Linked DNA regions of Gossypium hirsutum: region 1 is linked to region 2. A link is a contact called in public Hi-C data. All regions are on one chromosome and are shown on one strand. Each heading gives the region's core, a stretch centred on a gene start, on an enhancer-like site or on the middle of the called end of the contact. The rest is flanking DNA. Distances are from core to core; before and after follow the strand shown.

Evidence for each region. A called contact is a pair of places that touch in the nucleus more often than the background predicts.
Region 1: a contact with region 2 is called in a Hi-C map of leaf, with 2.4 times the contacts expected there. The contact joins the promoter of LOC121212699 here to the promoter of LOC107893668 in region 2. A contact is called at or near these places in 2 of 34 Hi-C or Micro-C datasets (both in leaf).

What each region holds. Positions count from the first base shown.
Region 1 is chrA13:32,643,527-32,650,344 of Gossypium_hirsutum_v2.1, reverse strand. It overlaps LOC121212699 (protein GDAP2 homolog), which reads right to left and starts at 4,888. Exons shown (of 15, transcript XM_041086008.1): 1 at 4,692-4,888; 2 at 3,913-4,251; 3 at 3,279-3,356; 4 at 3,026-3,081; 5 at 2,447-2,566; 6 at 2,281-2,351; 7 at 1,658-1,751; 8 at 1,281-1,484; 9 at 154-405. The coding sequence starts at 4,227.
Region 2 is chrA13:32,192,347-32,199,148 of Gossypium_hirsutum_v2.1, reverse strand. LOC107893668 reads right to left here and starts at 2,919. Exons shown (of 3, transcript XM_016818723.2): 1 at 2,134-2,919; 2 at 1,569-1,690; 3 at 1-1,445. The coding sequence starts at 1,683. The coding sequence ends at 31.

The DNA.
Region 1 (6,818 bases), core at 3,639-6,138, 450 kb before region 2:
ATCATAATGTGCTTCCAGTGACCAATAGTGAAGAAAACCAATTATCCAGTGAAAAATGAAGAGTTTAACCAATTCTAACAGATAATGAAATATAATAACAAGGAACGCTAATTCAATGGGAAAAATGGAAGGAGATCTGCATGATGAACTTACAGAATTTTCATCTCTGCAATTTCAGAAAGATTAAGAGAATTTGCCTTAGCAAGATATCTGGAGTGAAGTGAGTATTCTTCTGCAGCAGATAATGGAGGCCCACCTATGTCACCAAAACCAAGCATCTTAGCACAATTCCAACCACCTTGGGCTTGAGCAGTTTTTTCCCATTGTTCCTGGCGTCTCTGGTCTGGATCTTTCATCAGGGACATGAAAGCAGGATCCAAATATGTATCTAAGTAACTTGAGTTTCTGAAAAATAAACAATTATTTGACATGGTTAATTAATGACTTGAAATTCAAATAGACCATGATCATTTATCGTAATCAAAAGAACCATGACAATTGAAAGAGAAGACTTGAAAACTGACAAAAAACTACATGGGATCTCCGCGGAGCAATGGTTTGTTACATTTCGCGAATTCTAATTCTCTAGCAACTTAGACATAAGTAAAATAAAAACAAGATTTACTTCTTGCTTTAATAATATATTCCTCAAAACCTATCAAATCCACAAATATGGGGAAAAAAACAAATCTCATGTCTTATCACAGAATGTAACAAGTACAAGCATCCATATGTGGCAACAAATAAAATGAACTGCATCATTCTAGAAAGGGAAGAGTGATTAGACCACCCAACAGATTTCCAACCAACCTAAGTGAGGTATATAGCTTTACATGGGTTAATGTATCCAAATGCATAATCCATAAAAGGTTGGCAAAGTCAAGTCAAAAACCAGCCTTCATAAGGTGTGTAGCTTTTGGAAGTGTTCATGATGCAAATGCATGCATATATATAACAGAGAGTGGCTAAGAGAGAAACAAAAACACTTCAAATTTCTTAAAGAACAATTAGGCTCGCAAGTAGCACTTGCCCACAACAAGAAATATGCTCCAAGGGGAATCCAAAATATTGAATAGAAACTACTCCGTTTGTAAGTTAAACTTGCTATCACAAGGAACAGCTTGGATGGAATTCAATTTGTTGATATGTTACACTGAAAAACAATTAGTCTCTTAGAGATGTTAATCATTAAAATGTTGAAGAAAGAGCATCTTAAACCACAAATGCATAAGGTTGAAATATGGACACACCTATATTCCAATATCTGCACAGGGACTGACCTTTGTACCAAACCTACATCACTAGCAGGGACTTCAGCTGGAGATTGGGAAGGCTTTGGGATGACCTTTTTGGGCAATGGCTTTATTCTGATTTTACGCTCATGATTGATAGTCTCACCATTTTCATCCCCAACATCAGCAGGAAGCTTAGATATGGCCACCGCCTCCTCATGCTTATCTCGAGGAAGGTAAAGTGGAAGTAATCTACAATTTACAATATCAAATGAGAAGATACCTCAGGTTTATAACATTTTAAGCATAAGCAAAAAGAAAAATAATTATCAAATTCCTCCAGACATGAAGGAATTATAACAATTTACCCAAACAAAAAAACCATCTCTGCAAGGTAGTAAAAATGAAAAATAATAGTATGATACCTCTTATAGATCTCAGTATCAGACGATGTGCTAGTACAAAAGACAACAGCAGTTATTTTATCTTTCTGCTTTTCAAGCAATCGGCGAACAGTCCCTGAAGAACAGGAAAAAGTATGAACCCAGAAACATTCAACCTCCAAAACAGTTTAAATAACATATTATATGAAACAAAGGCATGTAAATCCAAACAGAGATATTTTTTAAAAGAGTTTATCCCTAGTAAAAAATTATCCATTTGGATGAATATTTTGGATGGCATGCATGTCAATTAAACGCAATGGATGTTATACAAAAGTAAATGGCCCCAATACATTGTATTTCCTATAACTCATTGAAAGAGTCAACTTGAAAAAATTTTATGCACAACTGGCACCAATCCATTTCAAATATTCAAGGAACAAGAACATCTTCCAATATTACTTTTTCTCGTTCATTTGATAAGAAAACCATTTCAAAGTTTCGAATTTTATTCATCACTTTCTGTAATAATATTAGCACATAATGAGAAGAAATAGGAAAACATGATACTAAGAAAACAAAAACTTTGAAAATCCAGAAAATTACTTCACGAAATATCAACAAAATCAGACAAAGAGCTATAAGAATTTAGGACATTTTCTCACTTATAGCCACATGTGCAGCTGGTTCACGGGGGTAGTTTTTAGCCTCTGTGTATATACAGCCCATAGCAATACTGCATTGATACACATCAAAATAGTAAGTATCTTACCCATAAAACAACAGATGAAGAAATCAAGAAACAGAATACAGCATCTGTAAAATACAAACCTCCGAAGACCATTTTCAATAAGAAGTTCAAGGCAAGATCGATAACAATGACTCAGAGCATTCTCCGCAGCACTATGATACTTTACTGCATACTTGGGACCAACAGTATGGATAACTCTCCTAACAATATGATACATAAAACCATCAGGTTTTCAGTCAACACAAGATGTCATGACTAAAACCTAACCTATAACAGTTTTAGTCAAATTCTAAAAAAGATATATAACAAGCATGTCAGGACTCAGTCATTGCAGCTCAAATTGGAGCTATGAACAACAGCTTATGCACCATGATCACAAAACTGGCCCGTGCATGATCAAAACAAAATGATGACAACATACTGGACATTTCTGTCTTCTACAGTAATTGATAAAGAAAGTGGGTAAAAAAAGGATGTCAAACAGTTTAAGCATTAACACAAGAAAGTGGTACATTTCGTAATATAAACAAAAATGCAGTGTCAATCTAATTTCTTGAAGAACATCATTGAAATGAAGCAGTTGCAAGTATCAATATTATCTTTGAAAAACCATCAAATTTTTACAGTCTGATGTTATACAAGAATGTGGACATACACACCTAGCAGGAAGATCATATGCATTAGTAACTTTGGCCATCCCTGTTCTGCAGCCACCCTGTCCATAAAAGGTCCTTTAAGTCATTCTTGCTTCAGGTTGACATTAATCAAGGCAACTTGCTATAGAATCATAAAGATTTGTCATAAACTATAGAAAAGCTTAGAACAGAGCTATCAATGCGGTGCAATAGATCATGAAATGCATCCATGGAAACAGTTCCAACATCATATCTTCCCGATTAATATTTAGCATACCAACGTCGCGCATTCTTCTGCAAGACCAGGCCCAGCTGCTGCATGCAAACCTTGGCTACTGTGTACTTCATCCATGTTCTGCATCCAAGAATGTAAAAAATAAATCAGAACATTGACTTCTTTAATTAATGATCATTCTTGGGCGAGGCAGCTTTATCCTTAATGGAATCAAACCATTAACTGAGTTCCTTATATCAGAACATTAAGGATCATACTTACCCACTAAAAAATCCAACAATATTCACAACATTTCCTCATTTTTAGAGAAACAGAGGACGAATTAAATGTACTCATGCGTGGAACAAAAAAGGAAAAACTCCACTCGGCTCTAAAATTTTGAATGAAGTGGTGAAGCAAATGCAGGTCAATTTTGTGCATCCATGTTAGAAAGTAGCTCATTTTTATATCATTTGGTTAATCAACTCTATCCTCATATAGCAATTTACCACAGTTCCAATGTTATTAATAGACTTTTCTAATAATTTTCATTTCCACATTGGCTTGACCATGTAACATACGTGCAATAGTGAAAATTTCTAAGTTGTTAATATCCAATGATTATGCAATTCATGTGATTCAGCAAAATACTTGGCATCCGTAAGCATCAAATAAGTAGGGAAAACTTACTGTTTACCTCATTTGTAGAATTAACAACAGCATCAACCTCAAGGTTCCACGGCTGGCCCCTCCACAAGTATATCTTTGAGTTTATTTCATGATCGACAGGAAACCTCGACGCCAACCCATTAGTTCCACTCTCCTCCCCATGAGAGGTTAAGGGGTCGGATAAAAAGGATTTTGAAAATGAAGGATCTTCATTCTCATACTCCAAGGAAGACCTAATCTCTGCATCATTCCACCGTGGGACTTGATCCAAAGTCACAACATAGTCCCCATTGTCAGTTGGGACTCCACCCGTGGCTGCAGCTGTAGCCACAGGTCGATACATTGTAACAGCTCCCAATCAGAGCCCCTAACAGTATGAACCCTTAGTGCCTTAGGAACTCAAACGTTAACAATTAAAAAAAAAAAAAAGTAATTCATCATTAAAAAGAAACCGTAATTCAAACAGAAAATCATTGCATAATATCTTTACTTTAACCAAAAACGAGAGCTTTAGCAAAGATCATCAAAACAAATTCCAACACCTTTTAACCTATTGATATATCAATCACCAGAACTGGTATTCGAAAAATTCTCAATTATCGAATTTCCTATATTTGATGCTATGAAAATAAAGGAACAAGCAAAAAACCACATCCCTTACGCCGGAATTTAAATAAATTTCAACAAAACAAGCAACAACTACCAAATTAAACTTGAAAAGGAATAACCAATTACGGATTGGGAATTTTTGTATAAAACTAAATAAAATTTGAAGAGATATATTGTAAAAGAAGAAAAAGAAGGTACCTGAAATTGAAAAACTGGGGAAAGAAAAATGATGTTTAATTGAATTAGGGGCTCTGATTTTATGTATTTAAATGTGGAAAAACACAACTATTATTGCTGGGTGAATGAGCTAGCGGTAGCGGTGCTCGTTCTGGCCAGAAAGGGATTTGATTGAAAAAATTAAAAATAAAATAAAATAAAAACAAAAACAAAACTTTGCGTTAGTTTTGACTGCTGTGCTCTAAAGTTAACTTTTTGGATTCGCAATAGAAAATTTAGATAAAATTATGTTTCAAGTCGCTCTGGTTTTGCTATATTTTAATTTTAATTTTTAAGATTCAAAAATACAATAATATTATTGTAATTTCTTTTCAAATTTATATTTACTGCAATATGACTAATAACTGATTTTTTAAAATTTTAAAACTTCTCCTAATTACTGCTCTGACTCCCCATTTAGTTTCTTAGATGGATTCCATGCATCTTGCTTCGCATAATGATACTTTAATGGTCTTTATTAAACTTGTAGATGCCCAAATTTACCCGACCCAACAAATTAAAATCAAACCTAAATTTTATTCAATTCACAAACCCAATTACAAAATCAGATCCAAAACTAAGCCCAAATAATAAAAACCTTAGCCCAATACAACCTAAACTTATTTTTTTTTTTAAAAAGACAAAACTCTAGCCACCTTGCCTCCCACTTGCACCTACTCCACCACCTTGCCTCCCACTTGCACCTACACCATCAAATGGAGAAGAGACATAAAATGATAAGAAATGTATGTAAGATGGCTATAAAAGCAAAACCAAAAGTCCATTGTAAAAAAGGGGGAGGAAGAAAGAATTGTATTTTTGAAAGGTTTTTTTTATACAAAAAGAAAGAAAAGAATGTAAAAGCAAAAGGTTTGCAAGCAAATCTGAAATAAAAAAAGCGAGTATTAAAGAAAAAAAGATTCAAACGCGTTAAGGTTTTTATTTCTTTTTTCCTTTTTATTTTCACTTTTTTTTGTACATATAAACATTTTTTTTCTTTTCTTTCAAAAATAGTATACATATATTTAGATATAAAAATAAAAAGAAAACAAAAAATAATACATTTTTTAAATTCCGGCCACCGCGCACGGTGGCCGGCGACGGAGGCAAAGACGGCGGACTGCGCCGGTCCGGCACCTGGGTACTGACCGGACCATGACCGGAATGGGGAAAGAGGTAGAGAGTTGAGAGCTTTGTTTTATTTTTTTTATTTTATTATTTTTACTATTATTTATATTATTATTTATATTATTATATTATATATACCCTCTCCATATTTATTTATATTATTACTATCATTATTGTTACTTCTATTATTTTTTATTTCTGACTACTATTATTATATATATGTATTATTGTTTGTATTATTATTATCATTATCACCCCTATTGTTATTACTTTACTTTTGTATTCTAATATATTATTAATATTATTCATATTTTTATTATTTTTGCTATTACTATTATTATATATTAGTGTATATTTTTATGTATATATATATTTATATATAGTATTGTTTTTTATTACTTTAATTTAATATTTTTATTATATTTTCTTTTTGTATTTCTATATTAATTATTATTATATAGTAGTGTGTATTTCTATTATATACATATATATATATTTTTATATATAGTATTATTATTTACTTTACTTTAATATTATTATTATCATTATATCCAACCCAATAATAATTTTTTCATAAAAGCAATATTCCGTATTTGGTAATTCGAGACAATCGTGCCCTAACTTACTGGGTTTCGATTTTTCTCCTTTAACCTAAATAATGGAATACTCTTTTAAATCGCGACATGAGTTTTGAAAAATGCTTATTCTCGAAGATACGAGGTGTTGTGCCCTAACTTACCAGGTATGACATTTTGTTACCTCGAAATAAGATTTTTGCAAGTAAAGGCAATATTCGGTGTTCGGAAATTCGAGGAAACGTGCCCTAACTTACTGGGTTTCGATTTTTCTCGTTCACCTTAACTAACTGAATAACCTTTTGAAATACACGAATTTTTATATAAAAGGCAAGCTCACTCTCGAAAATTCAAGATGTCGTGTCCTAACTTACTGGATGTGACATTTTATATTGTGAGACGAGAA
Region 2 (6,802 bases), core at 1,670-4,169:
ACTTTTCAAGAGCAACTATCTGCACTTATCTCAGGTGTCTTGTCCAAAAATCTCTTCAATAATGTTGCACGTTGGCTGGAGATCGATGCCCTTCGTTGAAGTCGTTGAATACCTAGTGTCCCAGATTTTTGCATCATAATTATCCAATAAATACACATTGCTCACCAGCTCACTAGAATCATCTAGTTTACCCTGCAAAGACTGACTAATCTCAGTTTTCATTCCACCAGCATGCAAATTGGCCTTTGTGTCAACAAGACAATGAGAGTCAACCATGTTTGGCTGAAACTCAAAAGACATACATGAGTCTTCTTGTACATTGAAATCCTCCACAGTTCCAAAAACCTTGTCCATTGGTTGAAAAACAGGATCGAACCAGCTCTTATCAAATGACTTTGTAACAGGTCCTTTATACGGAAGGTTGATACCATAATCCTCCCTTGTTGCAGCACTGCTATAATATCCAACATAATTATCACCATCAGAGTCACCACTATCATCATCCACATCATTGTCGTCATCATCGTTTGCCTGATCTTCCATATCAGCAAGAGACTCAATCGCAGAGTCTTCATCTTCCTCTAAAGCTTGAACTTTATAAGACGGTTGATTTCCACACAACTCATCATCATCACTGTCGATGTCCAGACTACTGGATCTGTTCTGAACAGCTCGCCTCTGAAGGATGAAGACATTGAAATAATAGCTGACAAGCTCTCTCTTAGATCGTGATGGGAAAACCACAGACAAGTGCTTCCAAAACTTCTTACCCAATGACACAGGATTAGTGTAAACAACCTCACGAAAGATCTCTTCATCTTCTTCACTCCATTTATATGCTACATCCTCTCCCATGTTATAAAACCCCAGTTTCACGAATTTTTCATGCCCAAGGGATTTTCGTAGTAGTTTTCGTGCCTCCGTAACATGCTGTTGCACACATCTTAAAGAGCCCCTATCCAGGCAACTACAGTCGAATCTTCCAGCACCAACTTTATCACTGCTGTTAGCAGACAAATCTAAATCTGGCAATGGAATGATACATGTCCCCATCTTATTATCTTCATTGTCAATATCTGCAGCTTTAGATGCTTCATTCTGTGCAAACTTAATATTCTTTATGTGCCTACCCCATGATGGAACATTGGCTTGATGATTTGGCCCAAGTGGAACTTGTTTTCGAGGAGACCGATCCAAGAGTAAATAATAGTCATCCTCAACAGGAGAAAATGTTCTTCGGGGGAAATCGAAGTCAAAATATTCAGATGAAACAGGTGAAATTGCTGTTACACCAGTGCTTATATCTTCCTCACTAGAAGTGCTAGTGACCAAAGATAACGGAGCACTAGTCTCAAAATCCTCGTCAACCAAATGAGCAACATCATTAAGAGCATCACTTTTAAATTCTTCATACCACTGGTGTTTATGAAACCCACCCTCAACTTCTACTGTATCAAACAGAAAAGATCAAATCAATATTAAAACTATACAGCAGAAAATGAATCATTCACATAAAAACAATAACAGTCACCCTTTACATGAAATATGAGGCTTTTGAGGACTATTACCATGGGGAGTAGTATCAGCAAACCGAGTCAGCTTGTTATCATAGCCAAACTGTCTTCGATTCTTGAAAGGAAGTTCCTGCAGGTCCTCATCATCAAAAGGCCGCTTAAATCCCATTTACCACCTGCGTGACAAACAATTAATTATAAACAGAAGGTATAATAGTAATAGTTTTAACAAAGAATAAAGATAGAGATGCAAGTCAGCAACATAACAGCCAATGCACAGGGGAACATAGTAAGACAATAACATAACACTTTCAACTTCAAGAATAAGTTTATGTCCAAGGAAACTTAAACAATAAACATTTGCCGGAACTCATTTAACCAAGAAATTTTGATATAACCTTACTGGGAAGAACTGTGCTATTAATATTAATTATAATGCACGTGCCATTTCTGTCTAGAAGCATAACTAAAAACAAAGATATTCTACCTCTTATAAAATAATTAATCTTACTTTGGTGAGCTGAAAGGGGTAAAATACTGACAATGTCACTTATGAAAGCAAGAATTAACACATTAAACACAGAAACTTGAGTAAATTTAAATAATTAAAGTCAATTACCTTTAAATTTTCTTAAATTGAAGCTTTAGTCTGCTAGAAAGGGCACTAAAAAGCCAGGGATCAATTAATACCTCAGAATCCTCAATTGAGATGTGGGCAGCCCTTAATTATGCACAAAATTTGATTTCACTACGGGAAGAAGCGTTTTCCCCCAATTAATTTTGACTACCGGGGCAAGCCCTAAATTGACAAGAAAACCCTAACCCTAAAATACGAATTCGCCAAGGAAACAACAAAATCACGACAAGAAACCCCTCTAAAAGGTAACACCGCGGCGTAAAACACCAAAACCCTCTAAGAATTCCATATAAAAACGAACCCTAAAGTACCGAACAAATCTAAGCCCTAAAAGGAAAACGAATCGCGAACAATCGGACAAAATTAAACCAAATCAAGGAGGGAAATCAACACGTATCGAAGAAAAACCCAAAACCCATGAGAGATCGAGGGAAAAAAAAAAGCTCGATCGAAGGGATCTAAGAGATTGAAGAGCCCTAACCCTAGTTACGCGTAAAATCAACAGCTGGGATAGAAAGAGAGATCGATCGAAAGGTAAGAACAACAATCGAAAAGATATTTACGTGATTTATAAATTAGAGGAAGAAATTGGGAGAAAATCGGAGATTGATTTTCAGGTTAATTTGGGGATCGAGAAAGAGGCGGCAAATAGGAGATAGGGGGAAGAGACGACACGGTTCGAGGGCGTTTCTTTATACAAAGCGGTCTAACAGGACCGGATTGGGTTAATTAAACACACACGCACAAAAAAAAAAACCATTTTGACTTTTGATCCTAATTTCAAAATTGAGTATGAATGATGAACCCGCTCCTTATTAGCCATAGAATATATATTTGGTTAAAATATGTTGTTAGTCCCTGTACTTTTAAAAAAAATTATATTAGTCCTTATACTTTAAAAGTTAAAAATTCAATCCCTACTTTTTCAATTTAAGAATCCTAATCCAATCATTATTGCTGCTGATAGTTTCCATCATAAATTTTCAATTTAATATGCTTATTTTTCATCAACTATACATATATCACGTCATATGAACACAACTTAACTAATATGTCAACAAATTTTGACAAAAAATACTAACAAAGTTAATGACTGAATTGAAATTTTAAAAACAAAAAAGTAAGAGGGCTTGTTATTGAATTTGATCAAAGTACAAGAATTGATAAAATATTTTATCCTATTTTTTTATATTAGACTACATTTTATATTAAGGTTAATTATATTAAATATCTCTAAATTGTTATTCAAATTTTAAATTATTTTAAACTTCAAACTATTTTAATTGAATTTTTAAAATATCAATATTATATCAATTAGGTCTTTTTGTCAATCTAATTATTAATTTTAAACTTAAATGCTAGCTTAAAATTAACATAAAGTATATTTAAAATATGTTAATAAAATGTAATTTGCAAAAAAAAACATATAATCTCAATAAAATTTATAACTATGTAATAATATGAAATATTTTAACTATCAAAATTTAAAGTAAAATAATTTTTTTAACTATTTATTTTATGTAAATTACTTCAAACTATTAAATATATATTAATATAGATAGTATTTTAGATCGATATGATAATATATATTAACTAGTTTTTCTTACCTTAAACAATGCATGAGTTGACCATATACATTTATTAAAATAGGATATATTTATTGTTGATTTTTTTTATAGAGTTTGCAATGTTTGATAATTACAGTACTATGATTAAGAGTTTATAGTAGTATTTATAATAATAAAGAAATATTTATTGCAATGTTCCAAATTTCATGTTTTTAAGTAAATTTCTATTGTAAAATCACTTAGAAAGTTTGTATTATGAGAGATATAAATTAAGTCCAAACAAATAATATTTATATTTATAAGTTTTTTATTCAACTAATTTAAAATAATTAATTATTTATAAAAATGATCTGTTCTCTATAGTGTCCTTCGGTGCCGCATGACACATCGGTGAAATTGCCTTCAATCATCAATTTAAAAAAAAAAATTGAGTGTCACCATTGTGTTAGGTAATATCAGTCTGTATTTTTCAAAATACCCGTCAAAATATAAGTATTCAGGGAAAGAAAAAAAATTAATGGGTGTCGCCAGTCTGTCAGGCAACACTAGTCAATAAATTTTTAAAAAATATATATTTAAAAAAAATTAAGGGGAAGCTTGTGATCATGCTTGCTTCGTTAGTGGTTCTTGTCTTATTGGCTTGTTAGTGGTACCATTAGTGGATGAAATATTATTTCAAAAAAATAGTCTTAGATGAGATGAGAGTGAGAAAGAAACAAATGTGAGAGAAAAATAGAGGGACGAGAGAAAGATATGAGAGAAAAAGAGACGAGAGAGGGAAATGAAAGATATTAACAAATATGAAAAATAGATATATGAAAGTGAATTTAATATTTTATGGAAAATAGAGAATCAAAAGGGAATTTAATATCTTTCCTTTCTCATATTTGACTTTTCCTCTCTCTATCTTTCTTTCTCTCTCATCCTTTATCTTTCTCTCGTGTACTCAGTTGCCCTTTTTGTTTTTATTTTATTTTATTTTACTTCTGTTCTTTTCCTTATTCTTCTCAATTGAAAACCCTAGTCGCCGTACTTAATAACGACCAGTGTCGCCATTTACAGTGGCTTTTCATGCCAATTTCGACACCAAATAAGAGATTTCTTCATTCTCGTTGACTTCAATGGTTTAGATTTCCTAGTAGCCGAATCCAAATTTTCTAAAATAATGACCAAAGCTTCAAACTACTCTTTCTACAATATATATATTTTTAATATCACTGGTGCTGACTCATACAATGATGACACCTAAAAATATTTAAAAAAAAATTAACGTGTGTCGCTTGACAGACAAGCAGCACCCATTAAAAATATATAATTTTTTCTTTTTTCCCTCTCTAAATACCCGTGGTAACAAGCTGAATTTGTATATTTAACACATCCAATTTCGATAATTTTTGCTACTGAGTCTGTAATTTTTAGTTAATTTTATCAAGTACGAAGTTAGAGTATCAAAATTCGAGTTAACAAGTAAATCAGGCTATATTGGCGCACAAGCAATATAAGGGGGCGGATTGAAATTTTTGAGAAATTTATGGCTAATCAAATTTTCTATTTGACTTTATAAAAGCTAGAATTAGAAAAAAAAACCTAATATAAAATATGATATAAGGTATGATTTTATGTTGTTGGTTATTAGATAAATCAGGCTAAAATTAGCATATGAAATGTATATAAATACCTTATATGATGGCTTTGGAAAATACACTGGAGATTGAATAAAATATAACTTATTTTCTCACACCTTTTTCCATTCGTATGCAGAATTAGGCAAACCATTTTGCCATTTCATTTATTTTTCTTATTTTTGGTTTAACTATTTTGTAAGCACTTTCTCCTTTTCACCTATCACCATTTCATTTAAATTCACTTTTAAGTCCCAATTGAGTATGATTAATTTCATGTTCAACTAATTTCCTTTTAGCTTTAGCTCGATTATTATTTCAACAAAAAAATCGTGAGATATGAACCCGCATTAAAAACCTTTCAATATGGTATTCACTATCTCTCCGGTATATGAGATAGTCGCAATCGTCCCTTAAAGTTAATTCAATTTCAATTCAAAAAATGCACGCTGGGTTGGAGTTATTTGGTGTACAGTTGGAAAATCGAGACGGTCGTCTGTCGAGTTCGAATTCCCACAAATAAATTGGCATGTTCAATTGGAAAAAGCTAGTTGGATTTCGCCAAGGGAGATAGTGATCAAATTTAAACAACCCACGTAGTTGAGACTGTTAATTCGAGTTAGGCTTTTCTAGATCGCAAGGCTACCGAGATCTTAAATTGCGGACGCGTTTTATGTGGTTAGGTAATCAGTAAATGTTAATTTGCAGGTCATACTAGAACCAACTACACAAGGAAAAGTTGGCAATTGGGGCGTCCTTGATCGCTTTAACCTACTTATCGTTTGGAAAGGAAAATCTACTTTCAAGGATCGATTCAATGTCAGAGTGTATCGAGGCTGAGGCTAAGGCTGAGGCTAAGCATTCACATATTGATTTACCAATTTGATTTAATTACCTTAATTTTATTTTGGAATTATAATTCTATTATTATTTTGTTTTATATTTGTTTATTTTATTTTTTATCAACTAAATTTCCCCCTTTTATTTATTTTACAGCTCTGCGTGTAACACCCCCTAAGCCTAAGCCGTCACCGGAATAGGGCTACGAGGTATTACCGGACTTATACATTGACATTTATATAAAACCGAGTCATAAACTTTACATTCCAGATCAATATTCATCAAACTTCATCATAAAGTCCCTAATATGGGCCTACGGGGCCCAATATATGTTTTAGAATCGATTCGAGACTAAACTGGCAACTTTGAAAATTTTTCCTTGAAGATAGGGGCACACGCCCGTGTGGCCTGGGACATGCCCGTGTGGCTTGGGACATGGCCGTAGGGCCAGGCCATGGGCAGATTCTGACTTATTCACACGGCCTGGGCACACGCCCATGTGACTTGGCCGTGTGAAAACATGATTTTTGACCATTTTTAAGCTATTTTCACATGCTAAACACATCTATTTCATGCCCAAACATTTACTAATAGTTCTTAAATCAAATATAATTCATTATG